Linked DNA regions of Hordeum vulgare: region 1 is linked to region 2. Evidence: chromatin contacts called from public Hi-C data. All regions are on one chromosome and are shown on one strand. Each heading gives the region's core, a stretch centred on a gene start, on an enhancer-like site or on the middle of the called end of the contact. The rest is flanking DNA. Distances are from core to core; before and after follow the strand shown. Region 1 holds the start of LOC123403505 (probable RNA-binding protein EIF1AD). Region 2 holds the start of LOC123404307 (phospholipase A1-Ibeta2, chloroplastic-like).

Region 1 (4,101 bases), core at 1,559-4,058, 190 kb after region 2:
GTACAGGTAGACGAGCCTCAACATGCCATGCCACTTAACGTCGACAAAACGCACTGACTATATCTTTGACAGATTGGGCAGCGTATCGTATCGCACCCAAACTTGACGAGCATAAATACATCAGGTGTACAGGTGGACGGTAACCATAGGATGACATCGTCCACGACTATTCCCAAGTCGTCTACCAGTTCAAGAATCAGAGTCACATTCTGTATCAGAATGCACGTCAAACGGTCTATTTCTGTTCGTGTTAGCCTCAAGTGGCGGCATATCATCATCTTCATCTTCATCAGAGTTCTGCTCTTCCTCAACTTGCGATGTCGTTCCTTCTGGCCCAGTCGCCCACCCATTGGGAGTTGACTTGAAGATAGCCGGCCTGGCATAAGAAAGGTGAGTGAATCAGGACACCCAATCGAGAGGACGACAAGCTAACAATCCTGGTTTTATCAAGTACCCCCTCCGTAAAGAAACATAAGAGCGTTTAGATCACTAAAGTAGCGATCAAAACGCTCTTATATTTCTTTACGGAGGGAGTAGGTACTAAATCAATATGGATCGGAGGGAGTATCAGCATTTCGCCATCAATTTATATCACATCAACATTTGCATATAGTAGCAGTGCTTGGTATCATTTTCATGTTCATCGGAGATTCAGAGCAGGCAAAACCAGAATCAAACCATTTAGGCTGTTTGCCCTAAAAAAAATCATTTAGGCTGTTGAAATGAAGCACTGGCTACCACCTACCAGCATATCACATGGAAAGTGAATTTGATCCATTCTTTGAGAAAATTGGAAAGTTAGACAAATTATGGTGTTTCCAAGCCATCATATGCATACATTATACTCCCTCCGTTCCTAAATATAAGTCTTTTAAGCGATTTCATTAAGGGTCTACATACGAAGCAAAATGATTGAATCTATACTCTAAAGTATGTCTATATACATCCGTATGTAGTCCACTAGTGAAATTTCTAGAAAGACTTACATTTAGGAACGGAGGGAGTACTCCCTAGCTCAAACTGATATATCTAGCACTGAAATACGTCTAGATACATACATTTGAGCGTCAATTAATATGGGACAGAGGTAGTATTATTAAAACAGCCAGACCAACTACCACAAACTGGGAAGTAGCTCATATATCAGATTACAAGCAACCACAGTACGAATAACAGCTATCATAAACACAAGAAATTTAGACATATTGCCAGGAGGGTGTATTCTTACTAATTCTATTGCAACAAAAGGAAGTCTTCAGTTGCCTAGAATTGGGGCTGGTGCAATACTGAAAGTTATTGTACATCTTGGGTATACAACACACAACAAGCTTACTGCCACTTGGATAACATGTATCATAAACACAAGAAATTAAGATATATTGCTAGGAGGGTGTATTGTTACACCTTCTGTTGCAACAAAAGGAAGTCTTCAGTTGCTTAGAAGTGGTGCAATACTCAAGACTATTGTACATATTGGGACACTCGTCACTCGTCAGAATGGATGTGAAACACAAAACCATCGCAGCCAGTGCTAATTATTATTTTTAGGGAGAAACAAGTGCTAATTATTCAATATAGTATTTGTATGAAGTACTGCTGCTAAATTTTACTAGATCAAGCAAATCATTCGGTCTGTTTCACACAAACAACTGCAGTGGTGGCTGATGTCATGACTCAAGGCAAGTTAATTTTAGCCCAAAGTTGCAGAGCAATTATGTCAAACAGACATACATATGACTTGTGGCGAACTGGCAATCTTGCATACTATACTAGAAAAGCAGATGAATGAAAGCAACGAACATAGAGACTGCATGTAGCAAATCAGAAAGGGGCAGTAGCTGTAACGTGTGAAAAGGAAGCAGCTGCAGGGCCTGGGCCTACTGGTCAAGTGATCATTGGTCTCCAGTACAAACTTATCCTACAATTTGCATACTTGCATTGGCATACATCTCCAAGGAGTAATGTTTACTTTGTCAAGTAGTTGGCAATAAATAATCAGGGAGCAGCAGAGAATTCAGCAACTCACCATTCGCCAGATTTCTCAAGAGCGCGAACCTGGTCGTGAAAGAGGACTCGCGACACGACACAGGCTATCTTGCTTCCAGATTCGAGAGCCTCATCCCTCCCACTAGCATCCACAACCACGAAATTCCCTGCACATTCAGAGTAGACCATCATCAGGTGTTAGTGCCAAAAGCTGGTTGAGCTTTATAAACTAACCAACGACATCCGAAGCCATGCCATCACTAAATTACTCACCGTTCTTGATCCAGAAGCTCTTCTGGAACTTGGCGGGGAAGAGGGCTAGAGACTTGACGCCCTCGCCGTCCGTGACCTAGCACCAGCACCAGCACGGCGGCAGCAGGAATGAGGAATCGGCGGCGGCACGGAACAATTTTAAGAGAGGTGGGAGAAGCTAGCGCGTACCTCGATGAGGTTGGAGCCGCGCAGCGTGACGACCTGCATGATGCTCTCGCCCTCGGCGAGCGTGACGGCGGTGCCCTCCTGGCACGCGCGACGCAGGTTCTTCCTCCCGGCCTTCATGCCCGCTCCGCAGCAGACGGGCGATCCTGAACGGACGGTAGAAATTCTTCAAGGTGCTGGACTCAACACAGCGGTGCTGGCTGCGGGCAGGAGCCCGGAGGGAAGGAGGTGTAGCGGCGGCGCTGCCGACCAGGGCGGGTGGCGGCGACGGCGAGCAAGGTCGTGCGGTGGCAGCTAGGAACGGCGAGCAAGGGCGCGTGCCGGTGACGGTCTCTCTTGTGGTGACGGCGGCGGCGGCGGTTCTGGTCCGCTCGGGTGTGCTCGGGAACTAGGGTAGGACTGCAGCACGTCAGCACATAACACGCCCAGCCCAGCCCAGCATGTGGGCCATCGAATCATGGGCCTTTAGCAAATCAATGGCCTAAACATTATTTATGACACGACTACTTCGGTTTTTTCTTCTAAAAAAAGACTACTTCGGTTTTTCGGTTCACCGGGCTTTCAAACCGAATTAACAAAATGCTAATTCTATTAAGGAAAAATCTAAGTAGCGTAGGATGCACAGCCGCCCTCCCGTGCGGCGGCTCGGACGAGATTCCTTTCATAGACAATGCGCGCATGCGTGAACGTAAGTTGTTGTTGCATTTTTCTACGGTATGCAGTGAGGTGCTTTTCTCACATAGGGACTGTAGCTGGCAGTCTGATACAATGCTTTTTTTTCATCTAGCATTTGCTATACAAAGTGTTGTAGTACTATGTATCTTTAAAACCAAAACTGCTGGATAGAATTGGTGGTGTCAGGAGGGAGCAGTGACGTAGAGAGGCAGCTGTTGCCGTGCTACTCTACTAGTAGTACTCATTTGTTTTAAAATATATTTTTTTATTTTCAATCTCCTACAGTACACAAAATAACCGGTTGCTGAGTAGAATTTAAATGGCAAGGGCTATAAAATAATGTGACAATTAAATTTTACAACAAGTGACAAGCTTATATGAAACAACTTAGTAGAATTAAATTGACAAATACAACAAAACACCATAACAACTACGTTTTAGAACAATCGGCAAGCTTTTCATGAGACAACATGATAACTAGGTAGAATTAAGACTCGTATGTACAACAAAACACCACGACAATTAATTTTTATAATAACTGACAAGCATTGTGAGACAATATGACAACCAGGTAGAATAAAAATGACAAGCACGACAAAAAATTTGGGGCAACTGGATTATATAACCACTGACAAGTTTTATGAGACAACATGACAACTAGGTAGAATAAAAATGACAAGCACGACAAAATATTTGGGGCAACTAGATTATATAACCACTCACAAGTTTTATGAGACAACATGACAACTAGGCAGAATTAAAAATGACAAGCACATCAAAACATTATGGCAACTAGAATTATAAGCACCAACAAACTTAGTACAGGAACAACATAAAATAAAGTGGCAATTAAGCTTTTTTTGTCAGACAAGTACGTGGTTGATAATATGGCAAGTGAATTGAAAAAATATGGCAAGTACGAACCGAAAAAAAATGTCGAAACATATCAACATGGGATCTAGTTTCGAAGATCTCGCTACGACAAAGTCAATGATGAAAACA
Region 2 (4,032 bases), core at 722-3,221:
TATATAAATCGTCTCAATCGGAGGGTGTAAAAGATTCTATGGGCCGCGCAAGGACCAAGACAAGAATTTGGGCCAAATTTGGGGTTGAAACCGAGTTAGACTAGAACTAGGAGTCTAGTACGTGATTTGATGTAATTTTCTTCTATGAAAAGCCTAGATGGATCCTTTGCTTGTACAGGAAGTCCAACTTCCTCGTATATATATTGAAGGTGATCGCTGATTGAAACAACACACAATCGAAACATCAATATACTACATTTTCATCTACGTTTATCTCTCCATCGTTTTGATCTCTCGTTCTTCGTTGTTCCTCGAGTTTGAGATCTGCGAATCCCAAGGCTAGGGGCGAGTGAATCGACCAAGGACAGCCCATATCCGCCGCACTCGTTGACAGGGTCTCTCCCGGGCGTGTGGGGCTTCGGGTTTTCAAAAGCATCCGTCGACTGTCTTGCCTATCGCGGTGTCGGTCGGGTCTTCTTCGACGTGAGTTACGGTGCATCAGCCGCAATGTCGAGGGTACACGTGATATGTTCGTGTGTCAACAATACGAGACGTAAGGTGCTAGATATATCTTCTCTCTTTTATAGTTCTGACACACTCACAATCTGATATAGGAACCGAGTTACAAATGAATTGAAGATATTACAGAGAAGAGGAGAGATAAGAGAAGAGAAAATGAAGGGGAAGAAGATAGCCACCGTCGTCGGTTCGTTGATCCATTGGATACCCTCTTCGTCGTCTTTTTTTTCTTGAGTAATCCATCCTCGTCGTCTTCCTTTAATTACTTGTAGTCGTGTTGGTTGCTGGACGAACAAGACCCATGTGTGGCCCATGTAGGAGGGGCTCCTAACATACACGGTAGGTTTGACTAAGAAATTAGCAAAACCATTATAAGGGCATCTCCAATAGTTTGTATGTAATCTTGTTGGTAAAATTGTTCATGTCATCAACCAACAAGGGATCATACAACTACGTCAATGGTTTCATCTAAATTATCCAATAAGAGAAGAGGGAATAAATGCAATTGCTCTTTATGTAACCATGTAACTTGTGCAAGAGCTGTTGGTTAATCTACATACAATTTACTTCTTTTTTTTATTTATGTATTATCACATCATCGTATATTCTAGGTGTCAAAGTTTACCAACAACTATTTTACAGCCATTGATTGAAGATGCCCTAATCCCGTACTAGAGCGTTGTTGCGGACTCGTTAATGTCCTTACTCAAGAAAAAAATGGACTGTCAACGAAGCCTCTCGTGCTATGGTGTGGAACCCTGCTCGTTTCTCATGAAAGACTCCCGCCATCAACACTCGCCGGAGTAGAGAGGAGATCGGATCACCATACGGAGAAAACAATAGCGATATACACGGTAGGTTTGACTAACTCATTAACAAAACCATTATAATCCCGTACCAGAGCTTTGTTGCGGACTAGTTAATAGCACCCGCGGTCAACAGTGCACGCATCCAAACCGGGAGGAGGAGGTCATGACGACCGGTGTCAGTGTGAAGCCGAAGCCGCTGGACCAAGACCGGAAACCACATGCGAGGGAAGGGAAGGGAAGGGCTCGACAAATACTAAAAGAACCGGGCAACTGGGGAGGACGTCGACATGGTGTGCTTCCTTCGTCTTGGTCAATCCACGAAAATCCAACCCCGGGCACCGCGTGGTTAACTACGCACGCTTAACCGCCATTAGACTACTCTTCCGTACACGTACAATCGACACCGCATCTCGGGGAGGCTGGCAAGCTGGCCACGCATGCAGATGCAGAGAGGCGTACTACGGAGTAGAATTAGATAGACTATTCCCCACGCACACGCCGGCACTCGGCTCGGCACGCGGTGGGCTCTAGCCGAGTCTCTGTGCGCGGGCCAGCGCACCGCACCCGCACCGGCGACCTTGTCGCACGCTGGGGTGGCCATGGTATCGCGACGTCAAAGCGCATGGCAACTTGTGACCAACCACTTTGCTGCGCTCCCCGCTCAACAATTAATAATTGACCTGCGGGGCTCTTGAGTCTGGACCCTTCCCCCTCCCCGCTATATAGCTCGAGCCAGACATGGTGTGTCTCTCATCTCGCTTATTTACTACTAGTCGTAGCTCGGAATCGGAGGCTTGCGATCGGGAGTAGTAGGGGTAGTTGATCCTGCTACATCATACATAACCTAACCTGCTGTTTACGGAGCAGCCGATGTCAATTGCCGCGGCCGTCACCGGAACCGCCACCGCGGCGGTGCATGCGCCCGTGCACCACCCGCCACACCACGCCTCCACGCAGCGCGCGGCGGGGCGGCGCGAGCAGTCGCCGCTCAACCCGGGCTCGCAGGCGCTGCGCGCCGCCGGGTCCGGGGCCTCGCCCGCCGCGGACGGAGGCGTGAGGACCCACATCGCCAACCTTGACCGCGTGCTCGGGAAGCCGCCGAGGACGCCGAGCCAGGCGGGGCCGCCCAGCAGCAAGCAGGAGCAGGAGAGCGAGCAGGAACCGCTCAACATCAGGCACGGCCTGCTCAACGCGCTCAACCTATCCTTCTTCGTGCCCATGCCCGGGATGCGGGCGCGCATGGCCGCGGACGAGCACATGTCGCCGCGCAGCCTCATGCACATGCAGCAGCTCCTCTCGGCCGACTCCCCGCGCGCCTCCCCGAGGAGCACCATCGGCCCCCGGTGGCGCAGCCTCCACGGGGAGGGCGGCTGGGCCGGACTCCTCGACCCGCTCGACTCCGACCTCCGCCGCGAGCTCCTCCGCTACGGCGACTTCGTGCAGGCGGCGTACCAGGCCTTCCACTCGCTGCCCACCGCCGCGGCGAGGCACCGTGGCCTCATGCTCCCGGACCGCTCCTACCGCCCCACGCGCAGCCTCTTCGCCACCTCCGCGCTCTCCATGCCGCCGTGGGCCAAGCGCCCCAACACCCCCGAGTGGCTCACGCAGCAGTCCAACTGGATCGGCTACGTCGCCGTGTGCGAGTCCGAGCGGGAGGTCGCCCGCATGGGCCGCCGGGACATCGCCATCGTGCTGCGCGGGACGGCCACCTGCCTCGAGTGGGCCGAGAACCTGCGCGCCTCGCTCGTGCCCCTCGACGGCGAGACCGGCGAGGGCAAGCAGGCCGGACCGGAGGACCCCAAGGTGGCGCGCGGATTCCGGAGCCTCTACAAGACGGCCGGGGAAAAGGTGAATAGCCTCTCGCAGGACGTCATGGACGAGGTGAGACGCCTCATGGAGAAGTACAAGGGCGAGGAGCTGAGCATCACGATCGTCGGGCACAGCCTCGGCGGCGCGCTGGCGCTCCTGGTGGCCGACGAGATCGCCACCACCGTACCCGACGCCCCGCCGGTCGCCGTGGTCTCCTTCGGCGGCCCCAAGGTGGGCAACGCCGCGTTCGTGGAAAAGCTGAAGCAGAGCGGCAAGGTCAACGTCCTCCGCATCGTCAACGCCGGCGACATGGTGACCAAGGTGCCCGGGGTGGCGCCGCGGCTGCCGCTGAGCAAGGAGCAGTATCAGCACGTGGGCGCGGAGCTGCGCATCGACAGCAAGAACTCGCCGTGCCTGCGCCCCGACGTGGGCCCGGCGAGCCGGCACGACCTGGAGGCGTACCTGCACCTCATCGACGGGTTCACGGCGACGGGGCACCCGTTCCGGTACGACGCGCGGCGCAGCGTGATACGGCTGCTGCAGCTGCAGAAGGGGAACGTGAAGAAGGAGTACGTGAACCGCGCCCGGGAGCTCGGCGTCGACCCCGCCGCGCCGGCGGACGTCGGCCGGAGCATGGCGTATGGCAACTGCGCCGTCGCCAGCCCCTCATGACCAAGTCGTGCAGTAAATTAGTTTTGCATTGTACTAGTAGAAACCAACCAACAAACAATTCTTTCGTTAGTCGGCAGGTGAAAGCGTCGGTTCCAGGAAAATATCTCATTTCCATCTTTTCGTTTTCGTCTTCGTTTTCGTTTCGATGCATGTACAGGAAAATCATGTATGTATGCATGACATAATTGATCAGGCGAAAGCTTGAGTGTTTTGACCACAATGT

The links. Hi-C and Micro-C count contacts between places; a contact is called where the count stands out from the background.
Region 1: a contact with region 2 is called in a Hi-C map of seedling, with 2.6 times the contacts expected there. The contact joins the promoter of LOC123403505 here to the promoter of LOC123404307 in region 2. A contact is called at or near these places in 1 of 6 Hi-C or Micro-C datasets (seedling) and 1 of 1 datasets of contacts at active chromatin or transcription factors (embryo).

The regions. Positions count from the first base shown.
Region 1 is chr6H:407,160,226-407,164,326 of MorexV3_pseudomolecules_assembly, forward strand. It overlaps LOC123403505 (probable RNA-binding protein EIF1AD), which reads right to left and starts at 2,809. Exons shown (of 4, transcript XM_045097436.1): 1 at 2,428-2,809; 2 at 2,260-2,335; 3 at 2,027-2,153; 4 at 1-376. The coding sequence starts at 2,544. The coding sequence ends at 190.
Region 2 is chr6H:406,972,899-406,976,930 of MorexV3_pseudomolecules_assembly, forward strand. LOC123404307 (phospholipase A1-Ibeta2, chloroplastic-like) reads left to right here and starts at 1,972. Exons shown (of 1, transcript XM_045098234.1): 1 at 1,972-4,026. The coding sequence starts at 2,199. The coding sequence ends at 3,809.